Regions from separate parts of the Culex quinquefasciatus genome. Here region 2 is linked to region 1. A link is a contact called in public Hi-C data. All regions are on one chromosome and are shown on one strand. The core of a region is the stretch at or near the end of the contact, and the rest is flanking DNA. Distances in the headings are between cores, read along the strand shown.

The links. Hi-C and Micro-C count contacts between places; a contact is called where the count stands out from the background.
Region 2: a contact with region 1 is called in a Hi-C map of whole body, with 7 times the contacts expected there. The contact joins the promoter of LOC6052961 here to the promoter of LOC6043083 in region 1. A contact is called at or near these places in 2 of 2 Hi-C or Micro-C datasets (both in whole body).

What each region holds. Positions count from the first base shown.
Region 1 is chr2:205,722,650-205,726,796 of VPISU_Cqui_1.0_pri_paternal, reverse strand. LOC6043083 (segmentation polarity homeobox protein engrailed) reads right to left here and starts at 2,117. Exons shown (of 3, transcript XM_001855475.2): 1 at 489-2,117. The coding sequence starts at 1,638.
Region 2 is chr2:205,911,738-205,915,665 of VPISU_Cqui_1.0_pri_paternal, reverse strand. LOC6052961 (homeobox protein invected) reads left to right here and starts at 1,271. Exons shown (of 4, transcript XM_038256201.1): 1 at 1,271-3,061. The coding sequence starts at 1,690.

The sequences.
Region 1 (4,147 bases), core at 868-3,367:
CTCTAAACTGTTTTTAAGATAAGATCTTGAAGATCTAGAAGATCAACCGAAGCTTGTACACTGTCTTTTAAGTTTTTTGAACTTTACAGAACTACAGTGTACTTAACCGAACTCAATCCAGAAATTTTGAAGCAAAATGAACTCATTGAGCAGTCATGGAGTTGAGATATTGGAGATCTGGTCGATCAACCGATGCGTATAACATCGTTTCTGTCGGCATTTTGAATTGGTAGATAACTTCAGTGTACCAAACAAAACTGGAATCCAAAATTCTAGAGCAAATTTAGCACTCAATATCTCTTCAGAGTTGAGATCATGAAGATCTGGATGATCAACCCAAACTTGTACACCGTCAATTTAGGTTTTTTTCAGTTGGTAGAGCTTTACAGAAGAACCCCTAGCCAAAATTCTAAACCATAATGAGCACTGCAGACAGTCATGGAGTTGAGATATGAAGATCTGATCGATCAACCGTGACTGAAACTTACCGGAACTTGGTCGATCGCTGTACCGCGTACAATACACCCACGCCGGCCACAGATTTCCGTTGCCCTCGCCATCCTTGCTACTCCCCGTCTCCGATCGCGCATCATCCGACGAGGCACCATCGTTGTTGTTGTTCTGATTTCCGGAATCCCCATTCGCCCGACTCTCACCCCCACCATTTCCGGGCAGGCTCGTGGCGACCGTTGCCGTCGGTTTCGGGATCGGTCGCGGGCTCAGCTTTGGCGAGGCACTGCTGCACACGGAACTACGCGAGTCGTTGGACGGGGCGGGGTTCGAGGCTACGTGCTGACCGATTTGGGACACCGTTTTACAGAGGGATCCTAGCGGGGGCATCGAGTGCGGGTGGATTGAGGCTGCGGCGGCCGCTTTGGCCTGGTTCTCCAGCAGTTTCTGCTGAAACTTGCGGTGGCTGTTGATGATCTCTTCGTGCAGTTTGGGGTAGCTGGTGGCGCTGAAGCTGTTCAGGAGCGGGTTCCGGGGGTCTATGCTGGGGATGGTTTTGGTGCTGAAGTCGTACAGGGTTGGGATTCGCGGGTGGTACGGGTTGTTGTTGTTGAACATGAGCATGCTGGCGGCGGTAGCTGCGGCAGCGGCCGTTTGGGGTTCGTAGCAGGTCGAGTCCTGGGATTCACTGTCCGTATGGTACGGGTTGTGGCTACTGCTACCGTTGCTGGAACATAACCGTGGGGACTTGCTGATGTCGTACGGACGGAACAGACTTTCTCGCCTTTCCAGGGCACGTTGCTGAACATGGAAGCTACTGTGATGATGGTGAGGGAGATGGTGCGGGGCTGGCCCGTTGGGGCTACCGGAGTCTGAGCTGCATGGTGGACTTGCCATGGGACTAACCGGCTGCTGGGTAGCGGTTTGGGGCCCCTTGCCGAAGCTTTCGCTCAGGATGTTCGAGATCGAAAACGAAATGCTGGTATGCTGGGGTGGTGGAGCGGGGCTCTGATCGCCGACCTCCTGCTTGATGTGTATTGGAGACATCGGAACCAGTGGCGACATCTCTTCGCGGGTAGGCGAAACTCCGTTGATCATCGTGGCGGAATTGACCGGACTTTGGCTGTGGTGATGGTGATGGGGCGGACTGGGTGCACTCTGGGGACTGCAACGGTCTTCCAATGCCATACTGACACTTCAAGTCTCACACTAGGCTTACACTTGGTTTACACTTGGTTTTTATTTTTTTAAAGTTATTCACACACTGAGTACTTCAATCCCTCCTAACACTTCACTAGGCAATCTCACTTGATCGTCACTGGAACTTGTCATCAACACTCAAGCGACTCAAAGAAATTCCTTAAGCCCAAACACACGTGTGCGTCCACGAGGAACGACTCCGACGAAGTAACACGAAGGGTGCGGACCGAAAATCACGTCAGTCCGAAAAACAAACACACGCGGCTGATCCCAATTGTCCGAAAACGCCGCACCAAAGCGGAATCGAGAAAGATGATCCGATCTTCGACGACCACGGCAATCCGACACAAACACTCGAGAGCGAACACGAGCGAGCGTACGAGCGACGAGCTATCTTCTATTATAAATTGTGATGTGACATAGTCAAATGTCACCTGTGATCTGAGCCTCTGTGACTGACAGCTGAGTGAGAGCTCAACCAAACTGACTGGTTTGTTTTTTGCGCCCAGGCTACACAGCTTCTCCACTCTGGTATCTCTATTAACGCTCACTCACTGCATCTCGCTCACCCCCGCAAGCTCACATCGCTCGCTCTCTTTCCCAGCCTCGAGCTCGTCCGCCGGATCAGTTTACACAACGCACACACGCGCAAACCGCAGCAACCACTGCGAGCGAGAGCGAGACCGCCTAACCCGTGCGCCTTGGGCGCAAGCGAGACGCAACACAAATAAATTCATCAACACAGACATATTTCAGTGCTAATTGGTCCTTGCTTGTATTGGTGGCAGCACACAGCTTGCGCAGTAGGCGTGGCCGAGCGCACGCACACGACCAAACAAACGAATCACGAGCGCTCGCCTGTCTCGATTGTGTGCGTGACGTCGGGCTTAGTTCCCTTTTTCGCTGTTCACATTTCCCACACGACGTTCGTCGTTTGGGTGTACGCTTTCGCGCGATCGGTATGCCGCTACATTCATACAACTTTATTACTTCAATCAAGATTCGTTCGCTCAATCTCTCTCGCTCTCTTCTCTTCGCGCTAACCCCACCCCTCGGTCGCGTGGGATTAGGTCGGTTTTTTTGCTGCTCGTTTTGTCCGGTTGGAGAGGGAATCGAACCCGCGACCACCCATGTTGCGGCGCGGCCGCTGCGCCGGGCAAATCGAGATGTTATTTTTATAATTGTATAATTTCAAAATTAACTACTTAATGTAAATATATGTGTGCAAGCGAACCTCGTCTCTCTTCAAGCCGCGTCGCTCCGACAAGTCGGACCTGCATCGGGCAAACAATTGAAGAGAGTCCGATCCGCTGCGCTGCGCTGCGGTAGGTTATGTGTATTCAATTAGCGTTGCGAGAGCTTGGGAGTCCACCGTTTGTCAGTCGCTCGGTTTTCGAGCTGTCAAAAACTAATCACTTCAAACTCTTCGGCAAAACTTGTGGCAAGGAGGGGGGCGGGGACGGGACAAAAAATTAAGCTGTCATTCGCGATGGATGTGGCGCGGTGGTCGTCAATTTATTAAATCATTATCTGCATATATGCTAATTATGAGAAGGTGGTGCCGACGGCAGCGCCGCTTCACGGCCAAGGTTTGAAGTTTTTTGCCGGGACGCGACGCGTCGGCCCGACAAAGGTGCAAATCAATTACGCGGGATCGGGATTGATGCGTGGCTTGGACGGGGTGAAATTTTTCGCGTGAGTGGCCAGCCTGGTCAGTAATGGGGCCTAGACGGCAGAATTGATTGGGCCGTAAAGGTTATTTATTGGCAATCAAATTTGGTCATTTTGGGAGGGCCGGCGAAAAAGCTGATGAAGACTAATGGAATGGTGTTAGATTTGACAAATTAACAGAAAGGCCAAGGAATAGTTGATAATAACCAAATAATTAGGAATGCGCTTAAATTTGTTGTAACATAAAGCATTTTTTATTTGTATTTAATCAAACGTTTTATAGTAAAATGATCCAAATTACAGCTTTTTTTAAACTTCCAAACAAAATCGAAATTATTTTCTGTAAATTTAAAATTAAACTTCCGGAATAGTTTATCCTAATCGTTCCATTTGCGAAATGTTGGCACGTATATAATAAGAAAATTGACGAAATTATTTGACAACTAGGGTTTGCTTTAAATTAAACATTGTACAACTATACGTTTCTGCTATATAATTATGCTAATAAATATGGTTTTTAAGAGCGCACAATAATATAATATAAATTCTGTAACAAATCTGAAAACTCTTTGTCGTTGAATTTGTATATATTTAAATGTTTCCAAAATCGTCGACATTTATTTTGATTTTGCTGTACATGTTTTCAAAATGGAAAACATCAATGTTTACTAATTCGACACCATCAACTTACCGGATAAGCTTACAGAATATCTATCCGTGCAAGAAGAATCTTTATCAACAGAATAACTTTTTTTTTTGCTTTTTGGGTGTTTTTGAAACCGTCTTAAATTCAAAACACATAAAAACAAAAAAATGATTTTTCTAT
Region 2 (3,928 bases), core at 22-2,521, 190 kb before region 1:
AGCCGGGATAATTTACGGCGTTTGGCACCGCATGTGGGCCCGCAAATATTTTCAAAACAGGCGGCTTGTTTATGTCCGTTTTTTTTTCTCTTTTTTCGGTGAGAGTTTTTTTCCGTTTTAGCATTACGTCCAGTTTACCCAAAATTGATAAGCGTGTAGCTTTGACAACTGTTGCGATTTGACATCCAATCGTTTAACAGCTACAGTAGAGTATTCGTAACTCGTTCCTCAGAGACTTGGGTCATTCTTAACCTGCTGGGAAACCACCACTTGTACCGAACAAACAAGTCCTCGTTTTCCCAGAACATCGCGCGGCCACTTTCGAAAATTAAATCGTGCAAACCAGTCCTTGTTCGGTGAGACTCTTCTTCCCGATTTCCCATCTTTACGATATTCCCCCCGAAAAAAAAACGAACGAAACCATCAAATCTTAATCATAATCATCATCATCGTCATCTGAAAAGGGGTGGCCGAGGGGCGAGACAACGTGAAACATTTATTCAACGTAACATGCCAACGAGTCCCGAGTCTCGGTGCAAAGTGGTTCTTCAACACGATAAAAGTTCCCCTCCTCGGTCCTCGCTCCATGTCCCTCGGTCGTCCACAAACGATCCAGATTTACCAGAGAATAAACTGCTCCAAAAGGGTGGACAACCCCCCGGTTATGCTTCATTGGGTTGAGGAAAGCCGAGACGAGTGGGGGTAGAACGATCAGGAAAGCAAAAGGGAACAACATATAACATAAATGCTTCATAATGTTTGAATAAACAGAGAAACATTTTCATTTTGGTGCTCCCCCCGCCACTCACACAAACCGCGACGCTCACAAATACACGCAAAGGGCTTCATCGGAATCCAACTGGAATTGTTGTGAAGCTTATTAGAGCGGGGGCTCTCCCCGTTCGCCCTTTTGGGATCAAAGTTGGCGTCACGGTGAGGGGCGTAGCGCCCTTTTAGTGAGAGCGAAAGAGCTAGGCTTATTGAGCGTGGCGTGAGCGAGAATGAGAGCAAACCCCCCTCAATTCATCGTGCCGAAAGAAGAATCGATAAAACAGAGAGAGCGCGTAAAACGAGAGCGCGCGCTCTTTCATTGTGTTCAAGTTCTCTTTTGTTTCCCTTTTCACCCACACTGCTTCGCGGTGCAGGCCACGCCCGCATCGCGCTCGCTTGCTGCGATCCCCAACGCACGCACACTAGCGAACGGGACGACGCCTACTACCACTTGAGAGAGCACGTTCGGTTGGGGCCACTTTCAGTTGGTCTACGTGTACCGTGATGGAACGACCATTCCGAACGCCCGTGCCCAGTCAAGTGCCGTCGCCGGTTTGCGTCTAGGGTTTTCCGCGCCGTCGCCGCGCCTGTTCCGTCCCACCTGCCCCGCTCGGAACCGTTTTGGGGAGCGTTCTGGTAGTTCGTGTTACGTGTGTGTGTATGCGTGCGGGGGTGGGCAAGCGGGGTAAATAGTAACAGACATAATAACACTAGTTTTTCTTCTTCTTTCTGTTGTTGTTGCCGCGGTCCCTTGGGTATCGTGTTGGTGACACGGTGCGAATTTAATTACCGATAATCCTTTCGGGTCGCAATTGTTCCGTGACAGAGCCGGTGAGCGGACCGCTTTCGACTATTGTTCCCGGTAGGGTTCCGGTTTTCTCTCGAGTGTTTGCGAACCGACGGAGTTATGCAGTAGCGATGGCCACCATCATGTCACACAATCTGCCGTTGATTCCGTTGCCGTTGAAGGCCAGCTTGGCCAAGACCGGGTTGATGATGTCTGGGCTGCTCGGGAAGGAAGTGCTGTACGGAAGTGGACCGACGGAACGTAGCAGTCCGGTTAGTGAGGCCCGGTCTAGTCCGGAGTCGGTGATGATGATGGCCGGCGGTCAGCCCAAGGAAGATGACCGGATGAGCTGTTGTAGTGAGGATAGTGAGCTGTCCGTCGGACAGGAAGTGGACCTGGACGGAAGTGACAAAACGATGAACGGTGACGAGAACAGAAGTGTGGCCAGTTCGCGGATAGGCGGGCTGGATGTAGAAAAGTTGATCGATAGACACAGCGTTGAAGTGGGTGAAGAAGTGAGTAACGATTCGTCGCGGTATTCGAGTTCAAAGGAGCCGTCGGAAGAGTACATGAAGATACCGGTGATGCGGCCAAGTCCGACGAGGTTGCACGAGGAGTTCCTAAGAAATTCGCAGCTGTACGCTGAAGAGTTGATGCGCCAGCAGATGCAGATTGTGGCCGCGGCTCGGGGACTTAACCTGAGTCCCAAACCGTTGGATCCAACGCTCGGTTTGGTGACCCGGTTGCAGGACAACCGAAGTCCCGGCAAGCCAATGTTCACGGAAGAGCAAAAATTAGGCTTTCGACCGCACATACGAGGCGTGGGAGATCTCTATCCGGATCCGAACCGCTGGTCGGACGAACGAAGCGTCCGGTCACCTCCGGAGTCTTCCTCGTTCCGCGGGATCCACTCGCACCTGAGTGCCATCTCGCAGATCACGCAGAACCTCAACAGTGACATCAGCAAGCTGACCTCCCCATCCAGCCTAACCAGTATGACCTCCCGGGAAAGCTCCCAATCGCCACCCAACAACCAGCTCCAAGCCGGCAACCACGCGGCCCATCTGCTCCAGCTGAACAATAACATTGCGCTCAACGACCAGAACCTCAAGTTCAGCATCGACAACATCCTGAAGGCGGACTTTGGCCGCCGCATTACGGATCCGCTAAAAAGAAGCGGAAAAAGCTACGCGAAAAAGCCGTCGGCTGAAAAGCCCGCGACCTCCGCGGCACCGGCCGCTATGGATCTGACGTCTGTCATGACCAGCGCGGCTGGTTGCAGCGGCACCAACAGTAGCGGCCCCAGCCGCTCCTTCAACAGCAGCAGTTCTAGTGCCAGTGGAAGTGAAGTGGATGTGCCCGCGTCGCCGCAGTCCTCGACCGGTTCCAGCAAAACCGGCGAGGGGACGAGCGGTAGCACGACTACCACCAGTGGTAGCGGAGGGCCGATGGTGTGGCCGGCCTGGGTCTACTGTACCCGCTACAGTGATCGTCCTAGTTCAGGTGAGTGGCGTCCCGCTTTTTGTTGACGCAATTCCGCGAAAAAACGGCGAAACCGGGGGAACGTCCGGACAATGAAGGAATGTTTAAAATTCCGACCCGATACGGTTGTTTCCGTCGTTGCCACGATTAGCGCGAGGGGGTACTTGACGATGTGATAATGAAAATGAAAACCTGCTGAAGTGCGCAAGGTGATGGAAGAGGAGGAGACGGGCACGCTCATCTTCATGTGACAACAAACGGCTGACGGTCGTGCCAGCCCTGGAGTCATGTGAAACGAGACAGAGAGAGCGAGAGGGGGGCAATAAAACTGACGTCTCCGGTTACCGCAGCAATTACGTTGACGGTGCATTGACCAGCTTGAGTCTCACTTTGGCCAGAATTGAGCAATGCTGGTTTGAGGGGTCAAGTCCGGCCCTGGGTTGTTCTAGAAATCGCTTCGCGATCGCTTGCACCTGCACTAATCGCGGGCCCTCAACGCCTGCTTCGACCGGCATAGTCTACTGAGGTCGGTTGACATGAGCGGGACGTGACGTTGAACATGATGTTGCTGGTGCGTTTTCAGCGCCCCGCGAAGTAACGTGTGAGGGGCAAGATAAGATAAACGCCACGACAACTGCGGGCAGGCCTGGCCAGGGGGAGGGAGTGCGGGGCTACGCCCCGAGGGACACGGTGCCGGACAACACTTGCAGAAGGAGTCGTTTCCTATCTTACATCACCCTCTTGGAGAGCAATGAAAGTGGTGCGATTCCGGGCATTCCACCCAGGGTTTGGAGAGCAAAAAGCCCATTTATTTGCGGTCTCGGTTTGGAGTTCGCAATTTTAATGGCTTTTTTCGGGACCGCACCTTTCTAGTAGATTTTAATGTCA